Regions from separate parts of the Cyprinus carpio genome. Here region 1 is linked to region 2. The links are chromatin contacts, called in public Hi-C maps. All regions are on one chromosome and are shown on one strand. The core of a region is the stretch at or near the end of the contact, and the rest is flanking DNA. Distances in the headings are between cores, read along the strand shown.

What was found. A called contact is a pair of places that touch in the nucleus more often than the background predicts.
Region 1: a Hi-C map of liver shows a contact between it and region 2, with 2.7 times the contacts expected there. The contact joins the enhancer-like site here to the promoter of LOC109093468 in region 2. A contact is called at or near these places in 3 of 8 Hi-C or Micro-C datasets (liver and skeletal muscle).

Annotation. Positions count from the first base shown.
Region 1 is chrB7:22,327,783-22,333,094 of ASM1834038v1, reverse strand. No RefSeq gene overlaps it. Among protein-coding and RNA genes, the nearest start is that of LOC109092859, 37 kb to the left of the region's middle. Within about 2 kb of position 1,709, at least 1 of the 8 cell types and tissues checked has an H3K27ac peak or open chromatin away from gene starts, as enhancers often do. A contact at or near this core is called in liver, where this site is marked.
Region 2 is chrB7:22,288,364-22,293,172 of ASM1834038v1, reverse strand. LOC109093468 (CCAAT/enhancer-binding protein gamma-like) reads right to left here and starts at 2,250. Exons shown (of 3, transcript XM_042727906.1): 1 at 2,094-2,250; 2 at 842-1,080; 3 at 1-573. The coding sequence starts at 958. The coding sequence ends at 190.

The DNA.
Region 1 (5,312 bases), core at 460-2,959, 40 kb before region 2:
CCTGAAGGTCTGTCCCTAAAAGCCTCTGAGGTATGGGGGCGGAGCTTGGCGAGATAGGACAGTGGGTGGCATCATGACACAAGCTTTCTAAGAAATGCTGGCATGATGGCCAAACTGAGTCCCATTAGAGATAAAGGTCTGATGAGTAATAGTCAGTTCTGTAATAGTGCAAGAAATGACCATCACACATGGTTAACAGCTATGTAGGGCAAGAGTTGATGTTATTTAGTGTGTTCAGCAGGTCTATCAGTAGAACTAGTTTTGAAATATAAAATAAAACCTACTGGGATACCAACAAATATACTAAATGTTGAATTTGGATTATTCAAAGATAAGTTTGGCAAAGTTTTAAACCTAGTGAACACTCCACAGAATACATTAGCACTCTGCTTCCAGCACAGAAATTCATTCATCCTTTGAGGAACATAAATGTGTTGTGCAGGGAAATTAAGGAGCCATGAGTGTATGAGTGTGTGTATGTGTGCTTGAATCACCATAAAACTGTCACTTTGCTAAGATCTCTGCTTGAGTCACACAGGCTCCACATTAAACTTGAAATGCTCAACACAAGTCAGAAATTGTTATGGCAGTCGTTTAAATAACCTCATTCATACAGGTGTGCATACAAGGAAATTATAGATGAAAGATGACCTTGAGAAAGCCATTACCATCATTTTATGCACACTTCATGATCATTTATTGTACCTGTTATCTTCTGAATGAACAGTGTGGGCACATACTGGTGAGGTTTTTCCACAACTATTCAAGTGCAGGGCAGTCCATCAAGACTCTGAGCCATATTATTATTGCATCTTTAAACTGTAGTAATTGAATTGAATAAAATGAAAATTCAGCTTTGTCATTGCAGGAAAAAGTTCAATTTTAAAAAAGATTAAAATAGAAAACAGTCATTTTACAGTAGTACTAGTTTACTGCATTTACTGTATCTCTGGAGAGAAAGAATAATACACTTAAAAAAAAACATTAAAAATTTTACCAACCCCAAACTTTTAAACAGTAGTGATTATTATATAAAAATATATTTATATAATATAAATATGCATTTGTTTTTAACACAGTATGATGAGAGACTTTTAATATATTATAAATAAATATTAGTCCAGGTAAAAGACTAATATGTATATTCCATTTCAAACAGAATATACAAGTGTCTTAACTTCATGGACATGACCTGCCAGTTGCTGCTTCTCTGTTAATTTATTTTTTGTTGTTTAAAATGTTAATGCAGAAATGTTAATGCAGAAAATGTTGACTAGATGCTGCTAGGCTCCCCAGACCAGCTAAAACGAAACTCAGAAACCTTGTCACGTGGCCCTTAAAGCAATATAGTGTAAAACAGTGATATCAGATGGCAGATTAGCCATTAAGGGCCCTATCATACACTCGGCGCAAGGCAGGTCTCAATCACCATAATGTAGATAATGCAATACAAATAGAGTGTGAATGAAACTGGGCCTCTTTAACTTATCGAATTACTTTAATAAGCGGTCATTAGAGTTTATTTCCTCCTGACAGCACACAGACTTTACTCAAAATCAGACAACTCAGATGACACACATTTACACTAACAAATGGAAAACTTCTGAGGTGTGTTCATGGTAACGTCACACAAGGCTGAAGGTAAGGATGTCTGGCTATATCTGACTTTGTTTGCTTTGAGATTTACTTCATTTTTTTGAGTTATAACAAGAGGTCAAACAGAATGGTCAGACTCAATTCCTTCCATCAAATCATTATAAATGTGTAAATGTGCAACTGTTCTTTTTTTAAATTGGAATGTAGTGCTGAGAACTAATAAATCAATGCTGTTTGCCTGTTCCATATAAAGATCCCAAAATTTGGATCCTGACTCAAATGGGATAATTTTACTTTCTCAACTGATGGTTATATCTATAATACATTTTATTAATAAAGAATCACATGGAACTTCCCAGTTTCATATAAACACAAACATGTAACAAATTCCCCCTTTAATGGTATACACGCACATGCAAAAACTCACAAACTGACACCAAAGTGGAACAAAGGTGATAGCCTTTCACTGTTGCAACAAGGTTGTTCACCAAAAATCTCTTCTGTGGATTAATCAGAACATCAGTTTCTAAATGGTTTATTTTCCTCGTATGTGCTCTTTCAGCAAACACACTGGAAGTCATTAATTTCTGGCATTAATTTTTCTTTTAGATTGTGTCCCAAATCCCTAAAGAAGTTTCAAAATCGATGAATGAGCTGTCAGAAGACAGTGGGTCTGCGGGGGGTGGTAACAGGACAGCGTGAGGCCGAGGATGAAACTCAAACCAGTAGATCATTGTGACAGGTGAAAGACAATGAAAGAAAAGAAGTGAAGAAAGCAGAAATATTTGTTGCTTAGTAAAGTGATTCTGCCTTTTGATGGAATGGTTTTATAATGTTGGATAGTTGCTGAACCTCAGAAACAAGACTGAAGACCCACAAGGAGCAAGTCGTGAAGAAGAAGTCATTAAGTCATTACTGTTCCCTTGAACAAAGCACTCAAGTTGCTCCTGCCTTGAACATAATGTACTGCAAGTGTCTGCTAAATGACTACTTACAATTTAATAGCAACAAAAACAGTATGTGATGAAGTCAAGGAGTTTTCTTTTGGATGTATGTTAAGTCAAGCCATAAGAATCAAATCAAAAACAGCAAAAACAGTATTTAACATAAGAACCACTACTACTAACTACTGAGCATTAATAATAATTGAACACCAAATCAGCAAAATGATTTCTAAAATCTGATGACTGGAGAAGACTGGCTACTGAAAATTCAGGAATAAATGACATTTTAATATATATTCAAATAGAAAACAGTTGTAAACTGTAATAAAATTTCACAATATTACTTGTTTTACTGTATTTTTGGATCAAATAAATGCAGCATTTGTGAGCATAATAGACTCCTTTTAGAGACATTAAAAAAATGTATTCCAAACTTTTGGCTGGCAGTGCATATTTTTTATTGTCAGTATATATACAGAACTACAAATTTTTGGATTTACCATTGTTAAAACAGGAACAATTATGATGTAAAATGTGCTATTTTTAGAACACTTATCAAGTAAGCAAACTTGTGTCACTGACCATGTTAACTGTTTGTACTAAAGGTCAGTTGCATTCACTGAAGGACAAAATGCTCTTTGGATGATCTCAAATCATGCTGGATCACATGATCATCAGGTTTTACACAAATTTCTGGTGCTTGTGTTCAGCTGTCATTTAAGAGAAATACCAAACACTAACAAATTTTGAAACACGTCTACATTTTTCTGTTATTTTCAAAATCATTTATTTAATTAGAAAAGCAGAAGCATTGTTACTAGCAGTTCCAGACTCTTGTCCTCCACGTGACAATAGCATGTGTGTATGTCCGTACATGAAAGTGTGTTCTTTCATATGCGTGCACGAGTGCTAGTGTCTGTCCTGAACTAACCCCAGCAGTCTCTCAGTGTTGGAAACAGATAAGGCAGCTGTGAAGGCCACAGATTGAGTGCCAGATGCTGTAAATCCAGGGTGCACTCACTCTCTACTGTGCACTGCATTGCAAACCTCCCTCAGGGATCTGCGTTGCATCTATCTCATGCCTGATCCACGCTATAGTCACTGTCCTTAAAGAACATACACTATTTTGATAATACCGTTCACAAGTTTCAGGCTGTTTGCTGTTTAATTTTTTTTTTTTGAAAGAAATGAACACTTTCATTCATAAAGCATGCATTAAATGTATCAAAAATGACAGTAAAGACTTAAACTATATGACTTTTACAAAAAATCTTCTATTTCAAATAAATGCAGTTTATTTATTTATTTATTTATTTTTTACTGTTTTCAGCATTTTAATAATTGTTTCATGAGCAGCAAAGACTGGGGTAATGACTACTAAAAATTCAGCTTTGCATCACAGGAATAAATTACATTTTAAAATGTTTTACAATAAAGTCACTTTAAATTGTAGTAATATTTCACAATTTTACTATATTTTTGATTAAATAAATGCAATGACTATCAAAACATGAAAAATCTTCCATATGTACATAATCCCAGACTGGACAATCATCTTAGCAAGAATTAAACATAATAGACAGTGGCTCTATAAAAGCATATGGGAGCATTTGTCATGGGTTGAAGTGATTTGTGGATTGAAACATTACCAATCACATTTTTCTGATGTGGGGAAAAACTGTAGCTGTTGTACTACATCTTAATCTACAGTCATGGCCAAAAGTTTTGGCAGTGACGTAAGTTTTGTGTTTTGCAAAGTTTGCTGCTTAAGCTGTTGTGGTGTTCATTCATATTGTTTCTAGATTATTGGGTAGAGTGATCAGATGCATTTTAAATAATTGCTAAAAGCTTCATTGGCCAAAAAAATGAACTTTTCACAAAAAAAAAACAAATTTTACTGTTTTTTGATCCTGACACAAAATGACCAGCTAACATTAAATGATGTTTTATCAACAAGGTGCGGGAGGAGCACATCCAAACATTGTGTTCTTGTTAGCAATGGTTACCTAGAAACACATCCAGCTATAATCACTTTGCATCAAAATAGCCTCACATGCAAGTAAATATGCTACAAAGAATATTGCACCTGAAAGAACCATTTACCGGATCATCAAGAACTTCAAGGAGAGAGGTTTGTCTGCAGTGAAAAAGCACCAGGACCGTCTCCTCCTGAGGAATCGTGTCACCAACAGTGCAGAGCTTGCTCAGGAAAGGCAGCAGGTTGATGTGAGAGCATCTGCACACACAGTGAGGCCAAGACTTTTGGAAAACGTCCTGGTGTCAAGAAGGGCAGCAACGAAGCCACTTCTCTCCAAAAAAAAAAACATCAAGGACAGACTGAAATTCTGTAGGAAGTACAAGGATTGGACAAGCGAAGACTGGAAAGCAAAGTTATTTTCTCTGAAGCTCCCTTCTGACTGTGCGGGACAACTGGAAAATCGATTGTTTGGAGAAGAAAAGGTGAACGCTTCCATGAGTCCTGTGACGTGCCAACAGTGAAGCATCCTGAGACCATCCATGTGTGGGGCTCTCTCATAATTCTGCCCCAAAACACTGCCATGAATAAAGAATGGTATCAAAACGTCCTGCAAGAGTGACGACTTCTAACGATCCATGAGCAATTTGGTGATGATCCGTGCATTTTACAGCATGATGGAGCACCATGTCACAAAGCAAGAGTGATAAAGAAGTGGCTGGAAGATCATTACACTGAAATTTTGTATCGTGGCCAGGCAACTCCCTGGATCTCAATCCCATAGAGAACCTGTGGTC
Region 2 (4,809 bases), core at 1,001-3,500:
TGCATGAGATATAATACGAGTGGAAAAGGAAACTGAATTTGAGTGTACAAACTGAAGTTAAACACTGCGGACAGTACACATTTCAGGAATGGGAGGGGAAAAAAGCATAATACAATTAAGTAAAATGATTTGCCTAGACAGCCTCCACACAGCCCACAGCAGAGCACACTGCAAACCAACATCAGGCCCTCACTGGCTGCTGTTACTGCCACTGTTGTTGTTGTTGTTGTTGCAGAGGTCTCCGGGGCCTCCACCAGAAGCAGGGGGCTGCACGTTGTCTGCGAGGTTGTGAGCATGCTCTAGAAACAGGTCTTTGAGCACACTCAGTTCTTTGCTAAGCAATTTGATTTTGGCCTCCAGTCTCTCATTCTCCTCCTTCAGCTCATTGACACGCTGCTGAGTGTCCTGTGCCTTCTGCTTGCTGCGCATGCGACTCTTCTTTACGGCTAGGTTGTTGCGTTCTCTCCGTTGGCGGTACTCATCGCTGTTTTTATCCATAGAGGACTTCTTCATCTTGCTGGGTGGCGTGGCCTTACCCCCACCTCCGGGACTCACTGGGACTAATTGAGGAACCTGTCAGAATTAAAATAATGTCATGCATAGTAAAGACAAGCAACCACATACCTAATACACAACTAATCTGCAGTTTTGACAACTAGGTTGCAAATCTTCTACAAATCTTATTCCTCAAGATGGTGAGAAACTGGATGATTGAATGCACTTTACGAATACATACCATGGTTTAAGCACTGCAAAATGACAATGCAATGCTTTTACGGAGTCATGAATATTAATATTCGGAAATGCATGGTTAAGTAGGTTAGTTTGTTGATGTGTGTACCTGCTGTAGTCCTGCAGATCCTACCGGGTTCAGTGCACTATTATGTGGTTGATTCTGTATAACACTAACGCCGTTCTGATCTGTGCTGGATATCTTCTGCTGCAACTGCTTGCTCATTTGGATCCACTTCCACTGTCTTTCTCTCTCCCTCTCCGACCTGTGTTGTCGGACTTCGCAGAGCTGGAGTTGGTGTTAGCTGGTCTTGTGAGAAGCTGAATGCCACAAAATGCAGCGTGTGCCTACAAACCAGACAAAATGGAGAGAAAGAAGTTAGACAAAGTACTCTGCACACATCAGCATGATACTCCATCACACTTTGCTTAATTCGATGCCACACAATTCCCACCTGAGCAGACGCACCGCGCAGAAACGCATTATTTCAGCAAAATGCTGCAACACCTAAAAGTCGGGTCAACCGCCTGTGCTCATCCGTTAGCGTTAAGTTGTTGTAATCCGACCTTGCTGCCATGTCAATGTGCATATGTGGCAAATTCTCTTTCTCTCCTAAGAGCGCGAGCTCAAGTGTTGCCCGCGGTTGCATCATCGCTCGCGCTCCCACCCGCTCCTTTGTAACGTTACACGAGAGAAGGGAAACTCCGTAGTCATGCAGAACTATGTCGAGCTAAAGTTAACATTTTAAACAAACGCCAGAATAGTGAAGCAATTTAAAGTTTATTAGTGACGTAGTTTTAAAGCTGGGCAGTGTTTTGTATGTTGTTTGACTCATATCTGGCTGATTACATCATACACGGAACTGTGGGAATGAAGGGGAATACCGCTGACTTACTTTCAACAACAGTGTGCCTACATTCAAAATCGCAGCAGATCCGGTAAAACAGTATTGTAACCTATCGCGTATCCATGTAAAACCCTCACGATGCTGACAGAAGTGTTTCTTTAGGTGTAGGCGAGTCTGTAGCCAGTGAGATCTACTGCAGGTTAGCAGGTTGGCTAACTAGCTGCCACATTCCTAACCATGACGTCAGGCGTCTAACAATGAAACGAGAGCGCACACATGCTGCTTTCTACATAAAAGTTACGCGAATCAAAGGATAATGCGCCACAGTCGATCGCGATCATGTTTAATTGTGGGTAATGAAGCTCTCGCTGGCTTCAGATCCGTGAGTTGAAGGTGTTTTGCAATCGAGTGAGCGGCACGGATCCTCTCAGTTAGCGAGCCATCGTTTAACTGATAAAAAAAATCAATTCGACAGTCTGTATAGCTATCTTACGATATACCCAGACCACTTACCTTGAAAACGATCGAGGCTTATAAGTTATCCAATTGAGTTAATAAAGAATAATGTCCTCTTTGTTCAAGGAAACATAAGCACAGGTTGAGGTGTTATTGTTTAGTAAAGCGGCGCTTGGGAGTATTGCGAAATCTTGTGACCATGTAGGGAAATCTGCTCTCGCAACCAATCAAATCAGAGGGTTGGGAGAGATGACGAAATACACTGTTTGATTGACATGTCACTAAACCAATCAGGCAGCATTTGTCGGTTAGGGGCGTTTCATGCAATGAAACATAAGATCAGTCAAGAATACTAAACAAGGTAACATTATACCTCTCATTTTAGGCCTTGACTTTTCTAATTTTGTTAAAAATATCTATATTCTAACTTCTGTATAAGTAAACCCCCCTGAAAATTGTTCTTTGGTTACTCTTTGAATAGACCCTTCTCACTTAAAATGTATTATTTATTTGTTGCTAGGCATATTTCTCACCAAATTTTACATTCATAAATGTACATTTTCAAAGAAAACTCCCAAAGATAGATTTTAAACTCTTTAAAGGGGTCATATGATGCAATTTCAAGTTTTCCTTTCTCTTTGGAGTGTTACAAGCTCTTGGTGCATAAAGAAGACCTGTTAAGTTGCAAAGACTAAAGTCTCAAACCCAAAGAGATATTCTTTATAAAAGTTAAGACTTGTCCACGCCCTCCTAAAGCGCCTCATTTAAACACGCCCCACATGTCTCACCATGTGGGAATATTTGCATGACGCCACCCAAATGTTCACGCAAAGAAAGAAGGTGTAACTTTTGATTCTCTCTGTTGCCGCCGGTGCCATGTTGTGGAGACTAGTGATGGGTCGTTCTCGAACGATTTGTTAATTTTCAACGAATCTTTAATGTGACTCGGGACGAAGCAGTTGCCTCGGGGAGTGATTCGTTCAGTCGCGCATGTGCAACTTCCAATGGGTTCTGTAGCCTACTGAAATTAGTTCACCTGTTTCGCGTCTTCGGGTTTTTCGAGTCGTTCCTTCATCACGTGACAGCCCCATACTTAACCAATGCAGTCTGAACCAGAAAGAGAATCAATTATTTGATCTCTTGAGTCTTTGGGACCAAGTTCAAGCTCCAACCGGTGTGCATCTATTGCTACGGTTTCCGGTTTGAACGACATGTTTCCTGGAAACGGTGTGCAACGGGGTCTGGGTTGTGTTTTCTCTTGTTTGGTGGGTATGTCAAACATGTCAGCCCAATCAGCAGCGACATGTGTATTAACCACGCGGTATTAAAGAGACAGCTCGCACGTAATTAACATCAAAATAAATTCACAAGATCAAGTATATTGTTTGCACATGTTTATTTACATTAAAAGCAAAATAACTAAAATAATAAGAGCACAAGTGTAGATCTGGAACTTCTTTAAGTCTGTCTAAGTATCATTTAGTAATTGCAAAGTTTTCTGGTCCATATCCTTTCCTTAGGAATGTATGCTAAATACTGATAAATGTAACATAAAAATACTATACATATGTATATATTTTGCTATTGTATTATGGAGTGATACTTTCATAAACTTTTCTATACCCCTCTGATTATATAATGTTAAATATTACAATATCATAGCACAACAACAGTGATCAGCAATAATTATACGCCTAATACTCACAATAAAAATAATAAGGTCATATAGATCGTAACACAGTCTCGGAGATAAGAAGTGGATTATCCTTCACCTGAAATGCAAGGCAAATCTTGGATCACAATAATTAGCCATAAGCTAAACCTGTGCTGTCTGAGCCGGAAAGAGACTTAATAATAATAACTAACTCTTTATTACCTTTGTTACCACATTCAGTGTTATGGAAAAGAATTATCATGACAGAAATTCACACATTTATAAACTGTAAGAAATAAAAAGCTACAATTTGAGACCAGAAACGCATCAAGTAACTGTAAGAGTAAATAATAATTAAAATAATGATGTTATTATACATCATGTTATGATCACCCGTTTGTAAGGAAATTAATTTCTCTATCCAACGCTGTCACATCACGTGACAAAAGAAGGACTCGAAAGATTAACTAATCAATTCTCTTTCCGGCTCAGACAGCATAGGTTTAGCGTATGGGGCTGTCACTTGATGAACGATGACTCAAACCCAAAGACTTGTCAGATAAGAGGTGAGGTAAACTAATCATAGGCTAAAAACCCAGGTAAATATTGAATGAATCTTTTCTGTTTCTTATAGCATTATAGTTTTGTATTGTTTGTATTGTGATCAAAGTTTGCGTAAGTAGTAGATGTGTTAGGGAAGTAACACGTAACATTTTAATTACATTTTGCTTAAATGAACGAAATGACTTGAAAACAGATTTTTTTCATTTTGCTGAACGAGACTCAAAGGTCTGAGTCAGTAAAATAATCTGAACTTCCCATCACTAGTGGAGACGCTGTTTTATTGTGAAAGCGAAAAAACTTTGTTTGGCATTCCAAAAGAGGTCACGACTAGAAATCAGTGGTTAAACTGAATTTACAACACTGTTTCAGAACCCAAATATTCAGATGTGTGCAGCACATTTTATGGAGGACTGTTTCCTGATCCTGGGAGAGTAGACTACAATGCCTGCGCTTCTGACTCACAGTCTGTAAGTACGTTTACATATGTACAGGATTTGCCACTGATGATTCAAATGCGAGTTTTGAGCAGTGTAGCAGCGGTTTTCAATTCCAGTC